Linked DNA regions of Ovis aries: region 2 is linked to region 1. Evidence: chromatin contacts called from public Hi-C data. All regions are on one chromosome and are shown on one strand. Each heading gives the region's core, a stretch centred on a gene start, on an enhancer-like site or on the middle of the called end of the contact. The rest is flanking DNA. Distances are from core to core; before and after follow the strand shown.

Region 1 (6,418 bases), core at 3,481-5,980:
GGCCTGATCCCAAAGTTACTCTTTTTTTTTTTTTTTTCCTTTCAAAGTGCCCTGGAAATCTATCAAGATACTAACTCTTCTACTTCTGGGGAATTTATCTTACAGAAACCCAGGAGCCAGTGTTTACCCTATGTGGCCTGCCTTAGGGAAATTCGATTTTTGTTGAATGAATGAAATGATGCCGGGTTTACTTCCATGTACTGATGCAGTTTTGTGGTATTGTTCTTCCATAGGTCCAGTGTCCTCCACTCTCTTTACATCCCTTAGAACTATGCTGACACGGTGCCTGCAGTACTGGTTCCTGCTAGTTGAAATGAAGGGCTTCCCAGGTGGCTCAGTGCTAAAGAATCTGCCTGCCAGTGCTGGAGACAACAGTTCAATCCCTGGGTCAGAAAGATCCCCTGGAGAAAGAAATGCCAACCCACTCCAGTATTCTTGCCTGGGAAATCCCATGGACAGAGGAGCCTGGCGGGCTACAGTCCATGGGATCGCAAAATAGTCGGACACAACAGAGTGACTAAAACAAGCTGAAACTAAATTCATTTAACTATTTGCATTAACACATTGAAATTAGAACTAGAATGTAAATAATTTTCTTTGTATAATCTCCACTGCTCACAGACTGACCTCTGTTTTACTCTTTTAAAAGTGACTGCAACCTACTCTGACCCTCATTTTGGACCACTCTCCTATGGGAGGTGTTGGAAACAGGCTGCTTTGCTCACCGTATTCCAGATGTGCTTTTCACACTTCATGCCTTTGTGGCTCCTAAGCGGTGACTTGGAAGGCCCCATCACATTTTATTTTTTAAGACAAATGTGTTCTTTCTTTTTAAAGTTCTTTTAATCTTTTTGCCATACCACATGGCATCTGGGATCTTAGTACCCCTCATCCCCCAACTAGGGATCAAATCCACGCCCCCTGCATTGGTGGCCCAGGGTCTTAACTACTGGATCACTAGGGAAGCCCCTTTAGGCAAATTCTTAAACTTTCTAAGCCTCGGTTTCCTCATCCTTAAATCCAGAATAATAGAGTCTGGCTCAGACTTGTCTGTGGTGAGATCAGACACACATTATTAATTTTCAAGTTTCAGCTCTTACCTACTAGCTGTGTGCTTTTATCCAAACTCTCTGGCCCTGGCTTCCTCCTTCATGCAATGCGGCCAGGGTAGAAAGCATCTTCCAGGGGCCTGTGCTTTGTCTAAGGTAGTACTGTCCTACCAGGCTTGCAGCTATGTGCCCTTGGGCCCTCCTCAGTGTCTCTGGGCCTCGGTTTTCTTGGCTGAGGTCACTGTGAAGTGACAGTACTAGTAGCACCTGATCTTTGTGGAGATCAGTGATGCTTATTCAGGACTGAAACATCCAAGGACTAAAATGTAGTAGTTTCCTTTTAGTGGAGATGGGTGACAGCATTACAGCTGATGTCACCAGCCATTGAGATCTTCCAACCCTTGCTTATCAAGCACTTCTTCAATAATTGCTTTCCTTCAACTACTTTGAGATTCAGAAGTTCTTTCCATTACCCCCAAAACAAACCTTAGTGTGTACATTTGGAGTGGTGTGGATTCAGTTGTGTGAGACAGACATGAATCGTGCCTTGTTTGGAGACCATTTCCAGCAGTCCCTGCTATGGAGTTGCTGATGGACAGTACTTCCCCCTTTCCTCCACTTCACTGGCATAAATGGGAGTCAAATCTGGGTCTCTGTCACTTGAGAGCTGGAGGGGAGAAGATATTTTGCCTCCTGTCAGCAATTTTGCGTTTCTACTTCAAATCTAGGAATGGTGTTTGTCACAGATGTCAGAGTGAGTTGTAAAGGAACCAGTAGGGCTTGTGCAAAGGCAAACTCCTGCCATCTCTTCTGACCTCTTATTAACGGTTACCAAGTTACCTACTCCAGAACTGCAGTTTTGGACAGTGACCAGTGTTCTGGATATAAATTCTTGTAACATGTTTTGGGGGCTATCTTTTATGAGACTGCTACAAAATAAAATACACAACTGCCTGGCCATCTCTGAAAGGTGAGATTCTCTCTCCATGTTTCTGTTATTTGCTAACTTTGGTTATCTTGGAGCATCAGAGCATACTGTGCTACAGGGATATATGCACTGTAACTTCAAATAATCACACTGTCTGAGAAGGAAATGGCAACCCACTTCAGTATTCTTGCCTGGAGAATCCCATGGATGGAGGAACTTGGTGGGCTACAGTCCATGGGTCGCAAAGAGTCGGACACAACCGAGCGATTTCACTTCACTTTCACTTTCTGAGTAGTTATCCATTTTAACAATTTAGCTACCGCCTGTGTGCCATATCTCAGTTGGTGGCACAATCTTGACCCTACTAAGCCTCAAACTTGAGATTTTTATGACATTTCCTCTCATTCCACTTCAACCTCATCTTATGACTGAACCCCTTAGGTATTTCTGAAGCCATCTCTTTCTATCCTTTTAATGACTGCACTTCAATTGTTCCCTATTTTAGGGGTCTAAATGGTTTCCTGTGTTAACACTCTCAAATCTATTCTAGATGAAAAAGAATCCTATCTCGTTTAGAACCCTTTACTTGGAAAAAAAAAAAAAAAAAGAACCCTTTACTTGCTCCCAGTTTCAACTCCCCCTCCCCTGATTTTAAGTTTGATTTAATGAGTCCCATCCCACCTCCAAACTCACTCCAAGCAGTCTTACTAAACTTGAGTTCCTAAACTTGGAATGTTATTTACATTTTGGCCCTTTCCACACTAAAACTCTTCTAAAATTTCCCCCTCCTGGTGGCTCAGAGGGTAAAGAATCTGGGTACACTGCAGGAGAGCTGGGATCAATCCCTGGGTTGGGAAGATCCTGTGGATAAGGGAATGGCAACCCACCCCAGTATTCTTGCCTGGAGAATTCCAAGGGCAGAGGAGCCTAGTGGGTTACAGTCTGTGGGGTCATAGAGTCGGACACGATTGAGTGACTAACACTTTCACTTTTCTCCCCCTCCCACAGGTGGGTTAACCTCCCTTCTATCCCTGCCCTAAATCTCAGTCATTCTTTGCACCCTTTCTCCTAACAGACACTGAAATCTGGGATGGCCAAGCTGTAGCGTATTCCTTCATCTTTATGCCCATCATTTCATAGTGTTTGCTGAACCAACAGATACAAGACGCACTTGCTCAAACACGTTGGGACTATTCCCTCACAAACATGTACAAAAGCTTTTGCCACGTGGTGTGAATAAAGGCTGGCACGTCTATGGTGCCTGCTACATGCTAAGAACACAGGTTAACCCGTTATATCCTCACAACCCTATAAAGTAGGAACAAATACTTGCAGTTTACTTGTGAAGAAAACTGGCCTCGGAGGTTGTGATTTACTTAAAGTCACACACTGAATAGCCCCGCAAGGACCAGGGTTAATCCCACTCCAGGGTCTGATCTAAACCACTATCCTAACCTCTATGCTGTGAAGGTCACTCTACTGCAGTAGGAACTGGAATTTTCAGTGTCCACTCTTGATGGTTAGGTAACATCACGGACTCACTGGGCATGAATCTGAGCAAACTCCAGAAGACAGCAAAGGACAGGGGAGTCTGGTTTGCTGCAGTCCATAAAGTCGCAGAGTCGGACACGACTGAGCGACTGCAGAATAAACAACTCCTTGAGGGCAGTGTTTTGCTTCCTGCTGTTCTTCTTTAGGGCTCAGAACAGGGCCTTGGCTACGCAGAGTCAATGAATCCGCAGCCTAGAACAGCCTGAAGGAAATTTTCCGGATCCTCGTCCGCTGCCCCAGGCTCAAACCCTACTACTGCCTTCCAAGAGTAGCCTAAGTACGCAGGGCTTCCCCCTCCCCCAGGTGTCGTCTAAGGGAGTGGGCCGCTGCGTTTCTATGGCCCGTTTCCTCCCATCTCGCTTCCTATCCGGCTAAGTCATCGCCGGCCTGGACTGCCTTCCCCAATTAGCCAGGTCGACATCCTCTGCCATGTAGTGCGTTTTCTTTCACCCTTCTGGGTTTCCCCAGGACTGCGGCGGGGGGTCTCACGATTCTATCTTCTTCCTACTGCACTCAGCAACGTGGACTCTCCGTAACGTTTGCAGTACCCTCCGAACCGCAGAGGGTTAGTGTCCGAGGCCGCCCCCCTTCCCCGCCCCCGGCTCTCCCATCCTATGACTTCCCCGCATTCCTCCTCCCGTCTCCAGGCAAAGCTTCTCGGGCCAGCGTTCTACTCTTTGCAGCTGGCATGATTTTCAGTTTTAAGGGTTTCGCGTCCTCAAAGCCAGCGTTCTTTCGTGGGGGGCAAACGCACTGGCCCCCGTTGACCGTGATGTTCTTCTGACAGCCCGAAGCCGGAGACTCCGCCGCGCCTCCTGGGCCCCCGCGGCCCCGCGTCTCAGTTCTGGCTGGAAAAGCGGGAACCTGTCCCCACCCCCACCCTAGCCCCCGGCGCTGCCCCCGCCCGACCTCCGCCCCCGGCGCCAGCCCAGCCGCGCAGCCCGGCCGCCGCCTCACAATGGCCGGCCGCCGCTTCACCGCGCGCAGGGATCCCAGCCACGCGCGCTCCCCTCCCCCACCCGCCACCTCCCCGGGGCCCGACTCCTGGCTCATACAGCCTCCTCTCTGCATCCCCTGAGGTAGAGAAGAAGGCAGGCTCACTCTTCCGGGCGGGGCCCAAACGTCGTTCGTCCCTCGTCGCAGGCGGCTCCCACAGAGGAACTACTTTTTCTCCCGCGGGGGCACTACTTCGCGGAGGCGTCAGCACTGGCGGCGCGCACGGCATGGCGGCGGAGGCGCGCCTGAGGTAGAGGGACGCCGGCCCGGTCAGGCCTCGGCGCGGCCTACACGCTTTGCTCGCCCGCTCCCGCCCCAGCTCCCGCCCGGCCATGGCGGAGCCCTCGCCCGCCCGACGCCCGGTGCCTCTCATCGAGTCGGGTAAGACGCGCAGCGCCCGCGCCCTCTCCCGGCGCCCCCGCCCGGGCCCCGGCCCCCTCTCCTCCGCCGCGGTCTCCCCGTCTCCTGACTGGTCTCCCCGTTTCTCCGCAGAGCTGTACTTCCTCATCGCCCGGTACCTATCGGCCGGCCCATGTCGGAGAGCCGCCCAGGTGAGTGCGGGCCCGCGGGCGGTGGCCGCGCTCCGGGAGCCCCGGCCCCGCCGCGGCCCGGGGTCGCGGGAGGAGGGCGTCGGGTGGACCGGGGTGCGGCCCCCGCCCTCCTAACTGCGCGTCTGTCTCTTCGGCTGCAGGTGTTGGTGCAGGAGCTGGAGCAGTATCAGGTCTGTGCTTGGCGGCTTTCTCCGCGTCCCCCGCCGGCCCTGCCCGGGGGCCGCTCGTCCGGCTCCCCGGCGCCCCCGCCCCTGCCCCGCCGCCCCCCGCCCCCACACCCCTCCTGCCCTGCGCGGTGGTCAGTCGTGTGCGTCTCGGGTCTTTGCAGTTGCTGCCGAAGAGGTTGGACTGGGAGGGCAACGAGCACAACAGGAGCTACGAGGAATTGGTGAGACTTTTGACATTTCCATCCCGATGTTTCCCAGCGCCCGCCCCCCCTCCCCGCCCCCTTTTCGGGGCTCCGGCTGGAGGGACGAAGTGACAGAGCGGCGCTCGGAGGGGGCGGGCAGGCGGCCGGGGAGCCAAGGGGACGGCGGTACTTCCCCCCGTAGGTTTTGTTTTGTTTTGGGGTGGCTGGTTGGTTTGGGCAGGAAACGGCCCCGGGGGCGGCGGGGGTAGGTGGGGGCGACCCTGTTCCGCGGTTTGTGGCCGGGTGGGTCCCCAGGTGCGGTGAGTCTGGTGAGAGCCGGGGGCGCGCCACCCAGTCAGCGAGCTGCTCTCATCTGTGTTTCTTCGGATCCGGACTTGTAACTCGACCTCTGATTGGTCTTCCTCCATTTGCCCCTCCCAGATCCTCCAACCACTTGTTCCTAGGAATAGAAGCGTCTCAAAGGTGGAGAGAGGTTCCTCTCTCGGAACATTTTTCTTTCTTTTTCCCTCAGCAGAGTAATAAAAATCTTGCTGCTGTGAGACTCTGCCACTCCTCCAGTACTTTTGCCTCTCTAAACTGTGCTACACTTGTTGAGTGCCTCAGGAAACTTACTTTTATGAATTTTTAATATTGCTCTTTGCTGTGTATAACTGAATGTAGGCCCTAACGATGCAGCTTCTCTTGCTGGAGCACCAGTAACATGGATTACAGTTCTCTTTTCATTGTACTTTGTCATCTTTTTTAGTTGCTCTCACAGTATATGATTTGGTTTGAGCCACTTTTTAGTCCTTAATGAAATTAAGTATTTCTCAGGAAAATTTTTTTCTGACTTGTGTTAGGACAAAGGATTTTCTTTAGTTGCATATTCAGCGTCTTGTACGTGCAAAACAGCTGAGAGAAAAAGAGCTGAGTGATCTTTTACCGCAGTTCTAACAACTGCAAGTAGAAGTAGGCGTTAATATAGAATAACATC
Region 2 (5,818 bases), core at 892-3,391, 40 kb before region 1:
AGTTATTGATCAGGAGTTAGAGTCTGACTAGTGGTTTTGAGCCGGTTTTAGAAAAGGCAGAGGAACCAGAGATCAAATTGCCAACATCCACTGGATCATCGAAAAAGCAAGAGAGTTCCAGAAAAACATCTATTTCTGCTTTATTGACTATGCCAAAGCCTTTGACTGTGTGGATCACAAGAAACTGTGAAACATTCTGAAAAAGATGGGAATACCAGACCACCTGACTTGCCTCTTGAGAAACCTATATGAAGGTCAGGAAGCAACAGTTCCAACTGGACATGGAACAGTAGACTGGTTCCAAATAGGAAAAGGAGTACATCAAGGCTGTATACTGTCACCCTCCTTATTTAACTTCTATGCAGAGTACATCATGAGAAACGCTGGGCTGGAAGACACACAAGCTGGAATCAAGATTGCCAGGAGAAATATCAGTAACCTCAGATATGCAGATGACACCACCCTTATGGCAGAAGGTGAAGAGGAACTAAAAAGCCTCTTGATGAAAGTGAAAGAGGAGAGTGAAAAAGATGGCTTAAAGCTCAACATTCAGAAAACAAAGATCATGACATCTGGTCCCATCACTTCATGGGAAATAGATGGGGAAACAGTGGAAACGTGTCAGACTTTAATTTTTTGGGCTCCATAATCACTGCAGATGGTGACTGCAGCCATGAAATTAAAAGATGCTTAATCCTTGGAAGAAAAGTTATGACCAACCTATATAGCATATTCAAAAGCACAGGCATTACTTTGCCATCAGAGGTCCGTCTAGTCAAGGCTATGGTTTTTCCAGTAGTCATGTATGGATGTGAGAGTTGGACTGTGAAGAAAGCCTCAGCGACGAAGAATTGACGCTTTTGAACTGTGGTGTTGGAGAAGACTCTTGAGAGTCCCTTGGACTGCAAGGAGATCAGCCCTGGGATTTCCTTGGAAGGAATGATGCTAAAGCTGAAACTCCAGTACTTTGGCCACCTCATGCAAAGAGTTGACTCACTGGAAAAGACTGATGCTGGGAGGGATTGGGGGCAGGAGAAGGGGACGACCGAGGATGAGATGGCTGGATGGCATCACTGACTTGATGGACGTGAGTTTGAGTGAACTCCGGTAGTTGGTGATGGACAGGGAGGCCTGGCGTGCTGCGATTCATGGGGTCGCAAAGAGTCGGACACGACTGAGCGACTGAACTGAACTGAATTGAGTGGTTTCGAAAATTCACTTCTACAAAGAGCAGCCTCATTCTTTTTCGCAGTAGCTCATTATTCCACTATGTGAAAGTGTCACAGTTTATCTGGAGCTCTTCAGTGGTGGACCTTCAGTCTGTTTTCAGTCTTGTTTCTTCCTCTCCATGAATTTCAGTTAACACTGTTCTGATTAGAAACTTCTTCTGCAGTAACTCAAGTGGTCCTTACAAGCAAAATTTTCTTATTCAGTAAAGAAACTGGGTAACGTGCTCTCACTGGTTCCCAGCTGACTCCCAGCGTGAAGCTCTTTTTCCCACCTCAGAAAGGTAGTTGGGTCAGGAAGTGGTTAAAAAACAAGCAAGAACTGGGTGGGCGTTCCTGCCCTTTCACTTCAGGGCAGGAGAGGATCGGCCGGCCAAGGGATCTGAGAGTGGGTCTGCGCGTTCTCGGCTTGGTGGATGTCGGCATTCAGACGCCCACTGAGCTCCTGAGACGAACCGCCAGTACCCCCAGCCCCTCAAAGAACGGACGACTTTTTTAAAAAGCTATACGAAAAGACTCGACCAGGGGAACCCGGTAGGGAATCCAGCGCCGTCGCAAAGATCCACGCCTGCGCAGTGGCGCTCCGCGCGGACTTTCCTTCCCACGACCTTCCATCCAGCGCCTGCGCGTTAAGACCTGCTCTCCGCAGGCCAGCAAGACTGTAAACCTAGTAGATAGCTTTTCTTACGGACTGAGGTGGGGAAAATTGGTTCGTAGTTAAACCCGTTGTCTCTCCCTTCCCATTCTGTGACCTATAAACCTTTCGACCCAACTGCCCCTACAGAGAAGGGACTCTAACATCGGGGCTTGCCTGGCGCTGGCTGGCGACCAGGTAGCCCGGAGGGTTGTGGGTGGGCACACCCGGAGACCACGTGGCGGGCGTCCGCCAATCAGCGCGCAGACCGCACTTTGCGGCTCGGCTTCAAACAAACTACCGTGAGGCGAGAGCGGCCTTTGGGGCCCCGCCCCCTCGCCTGGGTCTGGGGCCCCGCGAGACGGTGGGCGGGTGGGGGCGCCGAGAGCGGGGGCGGGGCGCAGTGGTCGAGTGACGGCCGGCCTCACCTATTCGGGGTGCGGGCCGCAGAGCGGTGGACCCCGCAGCCAATGGGCGGGGGCGAGGGCGAGGGGCGGCCCGGCCGGCGGGGAGGGGGAGCCCGCGGCCGGGGGACGCGGGGGGAGGAGGGGGCGGGCTCCCAATCCGGTTCCATCCGGTTCTCCCACCACCCCCGCCGCGGGTCCCAGCAGCTCGGGCGGCGGGAGGAGCGGCTGCGGTCAGGCTACTCAGCTTCGCGAAGGCTCTCGGCGCGCCGCGGCCCTCAGGCACACGGCTCTCGCCCGCCCCGTCGCCACGATGCCCAAGAGGAAGGTGAGTAGTGGCCGCGTCCCGCACACGCCCACTCCGCCGCCCGGCCGTGCCCAGAGCCCCGTGAGGCCCAAGCCCCCCGCTTCCTCTGCATCGCGGGGCCGGGGAAGCGGCCGGACTTGCGGCGGACGGGCGGGAGGGCCAGCGCACGGCGGCCTCCGTGCCGCGTTCTGGAACGTTCGGCAGCCCGAGGAGCCGGGTGCGAGATTCGAACGCGGCGGCGGGAATCCGCTGACGTCACGCGGCCGGGCATTGTTCTCGCGCGCAGACGGGCGCGGGGCGCGCGGGCACTTTTGTTCACGGGCTGTGCCCACTCGCCCTCTTTTTTCTCCCGCAGGTCAGCTCCGCCGAGGGGGCGGCGAAGGAGGAGGTAAGACCACGTTCCGCTCCCGGGGGTGGGCTAGGTTTGCTCCGCACCGCGCATTCCTTGCTCATTTTCCTTTTTTCTCCCAAAGCCCAAGAGGAGATCGGCGAGGTTGTCAGCTGTAAGTAAAGCGAGCCCCCTAACCTTTCTTTTCCGTGGGTTCGAACCTAGGGAAGAAGCTCAGTGTTACCTTTGTCTTTCAGAAACCGGCTCCTGCGAAAGTGGAAACGAAGCCAAAAAAGGCGGCGGGAAAGGTAGGTTTCAGACTCAGCCTTTAGAGATCATGGTGTCTTTGAATTGTTGCAGGTCTCTAACGGTTACTGCTGGCAACGGAGGTCTTAACTTTGAGACTGCAAATCAACCACAGTTTAGTGTCACAGTCTGCTGAAAAGTGGTCGGAGGGTTATTTTATTTACCACTTTAGTTTTATGTTATAATAACTTCAGTAAACAGTGCCTTTTTTCAGCTCAGTGGCGTCCGACTCTTTGCGACCCCATGGACTGCAGCATGCCAGTCTTCCCTGTCCATCACCAGCTGCCTTTTTTAGTATGAGTAAAATTCAGTGAATGTAGTCATCATTCTGGCTGATGGGAGTATAACGTATCACATTAGTGCTGCTCCAGAATTTGGGAAATTTAAGACGACTGAAAATATTGAAGAATAACTTTCACTCACCAGGGTAATAAATTCTTTGTGTTGTGTATGTTATGGTTAATGGTTCCCTTTTGGTGGTTCTCTGTTGCATGTTTGGCCTTCCTATTCTGAGTAAGAAAAGCTAGGACTGAGGTCAGGAGATGTGGACTGTTTTAAGTTTTTGCATGTGAGATTCGCAAAGCAATGTAGGGGATTATATCTTATGTGCAGGGGGAGATCAAAAATTATGTTCTGAGAACATTCCTTTTCTAAGATTATTTTGTATAGTTTATGAAAGTTCTCTAAATTGTTTTATCCTGACATTCTTTGAGATGATCGTAAATAATGTTGCGCTGAAATAGATTCCTGATTGCTTTATTCACACGGAGGGTGATTGGGTAGTTGTTGGATATTTGTATTTTGAAAATCTAAGTTGGAACAGCAAAATAACGTGTACATCATTTGTGACTCTTTGGATCTAGCATTGATACCACCCTCTAAAGCTCTTCTTTGTTCTTCAGGGGAGATTCGTGGTGTGATTAATTTCTGTTAACTCAAAACATAGGTGAAAGTTTGCTATTAGAAGCCTCTTCTCCCCTCAGTCTTCATTGTTATCTCCCCTTTCCTAAGAGTATAGGTGAAAGCTAAATACTGAATAATACCAAAAAATTTTCCTTTGTCTTTAAACATTGTACAGAGCTGAGTGTAAAAATTACAGCGTTTTTCCAGTAGAAAGTTGTTTTGTGATCTTTTTAAAGTGGATTTAAAGAAGGTATAGGTGTAGTAGGCCAACTTGGAATTTCTCAGACCTGAAAATGAATTCCATACGAAAAATCAGTAAAGGGAAACTTCATGAATGCAGGGAAAATAGTAGATCTTGTTGGAAAATATCCACTTGTAAAGTATACTATTACTACTCGTCTTTTATTATTTACTTTTTCAATAAACCAATTGGCTAAAATGCTATGCCTGTTTTCTCTTACATCTTTTTTATTTACCTGTCTCTGTTTTGATCTGTCCTAAAAGTTTGGGGTTTTATTTATTTATTTATTTTTAATGAAAACAGTTCAGGGACTTCCCCAGTGGTAAGTTTAAGACTCTTGAGTTCCCCATGCAGGGGACCCCAGATCGATCCCTGGTCAAGGAACTGAAATTCCACACGGTGCACAGTCTGGCCAGAAAGAAAAAAGTCAAATTTTACTATCAGTTGGCATTTGGGGCCATCGGGTGTAATTAACGTTTCTCTTCTTCCCTTTCAGAGGCCAACAGGTAAGTTTTCACATGTTCCTTGAGAAACAAACCTGTCCGCTCAGTTTCCAAAAGGAAAAGTGATGGGAAAAGGGAGAAGTTTTTTTTTCTCTTTAATTTTAATAATACTGGTCTTCATGATTGATCCACTTTAAAGCCTTAAACAGAAGGTAAAGCTTTTGGTGTATTGATTACCATGCTACAGACATGTAGATTTATTTTGTTTCATCTTGATTTCCAGCTGTTAGTAGTTAAAAGTGATATCTCAGTCTAGGCTGTTATCCATTTAAGGTTTTATATTTTTATGTTGCTCTGATAGCAGTTATGAAATTAATGAGAAATCTAAAGCAATCAGATTGTTAAAGAATTATTTTTAAATGCAGAAAGTATTGTGACACTTCATGGTGTGTCTGTATGTAGCAGTGTTGCCCCAAATATGCTTGTTATTAGATAATTTATTGTTTATTCTAAAGATACTCAGTTGCTAGTGGTTGACTTGCTGTCTTGTATGGAATGCCACTATTGGCACAGAATCCATTCCACTGATCCCCTGCTCCCTTAGCATTAAAGTTGTAAGGTCTTCTGTATCTTTGTGGCTATTTAATGCAAATATTGGTCAGTATTATGCAACTCACTGGTGACTTTACTTAATTTGGCTGTTAGAACTATTCTCTACTTACAGGAAATAAATATTTGTTAGATTTCTCCTTCCCCACTGGTGGATAGTATCCAGAAATACTGTTGTATATTATTTTAAAGTGGCATAACCTTTGAAAGTCTTTTATCATCATATACCTGTGCGTTTTCAGATACTTCATACACCTAAATGAAATTATAAACTCGATCTTTTTAGCTGTTGATTATATATCAAGGGACTAACTGTAGCAGTATAGTCAATCTGACCTTACAACATGGTGCTTTTCTCAGGTGAATCCTCGGGACAGTGGTTATTTGACAGTTTGATTGTTGTTCCCACTTAAAAGA

Evidence for each region. Hi-C and Micro-C count contacts between places; a contact is called where the count stands out from the background.
Region 2: a Hi-C map of liver shows a contact between it and region 1, with 1.7 times the contacts expected there. The contact joins the enhancer-like site here to the promoter of BRWD1 in region 1. A contact is called at or near these places in 3 of 16 Hi-C or Micro-C datasets (hypothalamus, liver and muscle).

Annotation. Positions count from the first base shown.
Region 1 is chr1:260,111,080-260,117,497 of ARS-UI_Ramb_v3.0, reverse strand. BRWD1 (bromodomain and WD repeat domain containing 1) reads left to right here and starts at 4,730. Exons shown (of 42, transcript XM_027960640.3): 1 at 4,730-4,905; 2 at 5,017-5,075; 3 at 5,216-5,245; 4 at 5,404-5,463. The coding sequence starts at 4,857.
Region 2 is chr1:260,149,209-260,155,026 of ARS-UI_Ramb_v3.0, reverse strand. It overlaps HMGN1 (high mobility group nucleosome binding domain 1), which reads left to right. Exons shown (of 8, transcript XM_027963980.2): 3 at 2,168-2,592; 4 at 2,927-2,959; 5 at 3,045-3,074; 6 at 3,157-3,207. Among named protein-coding and RNA genes, the nearest start is that of HMGN1, 9.3 kb to the left of the region's middle. Within about 2 kb of position 2,141, at least 47 of the 54 cell types and tissues checked have an H3K27ac peak or open chromatin away from gene starts, as enhancers often do. A contact at or near this core is called in hypothalamus, liver and muscle, where this site is marked.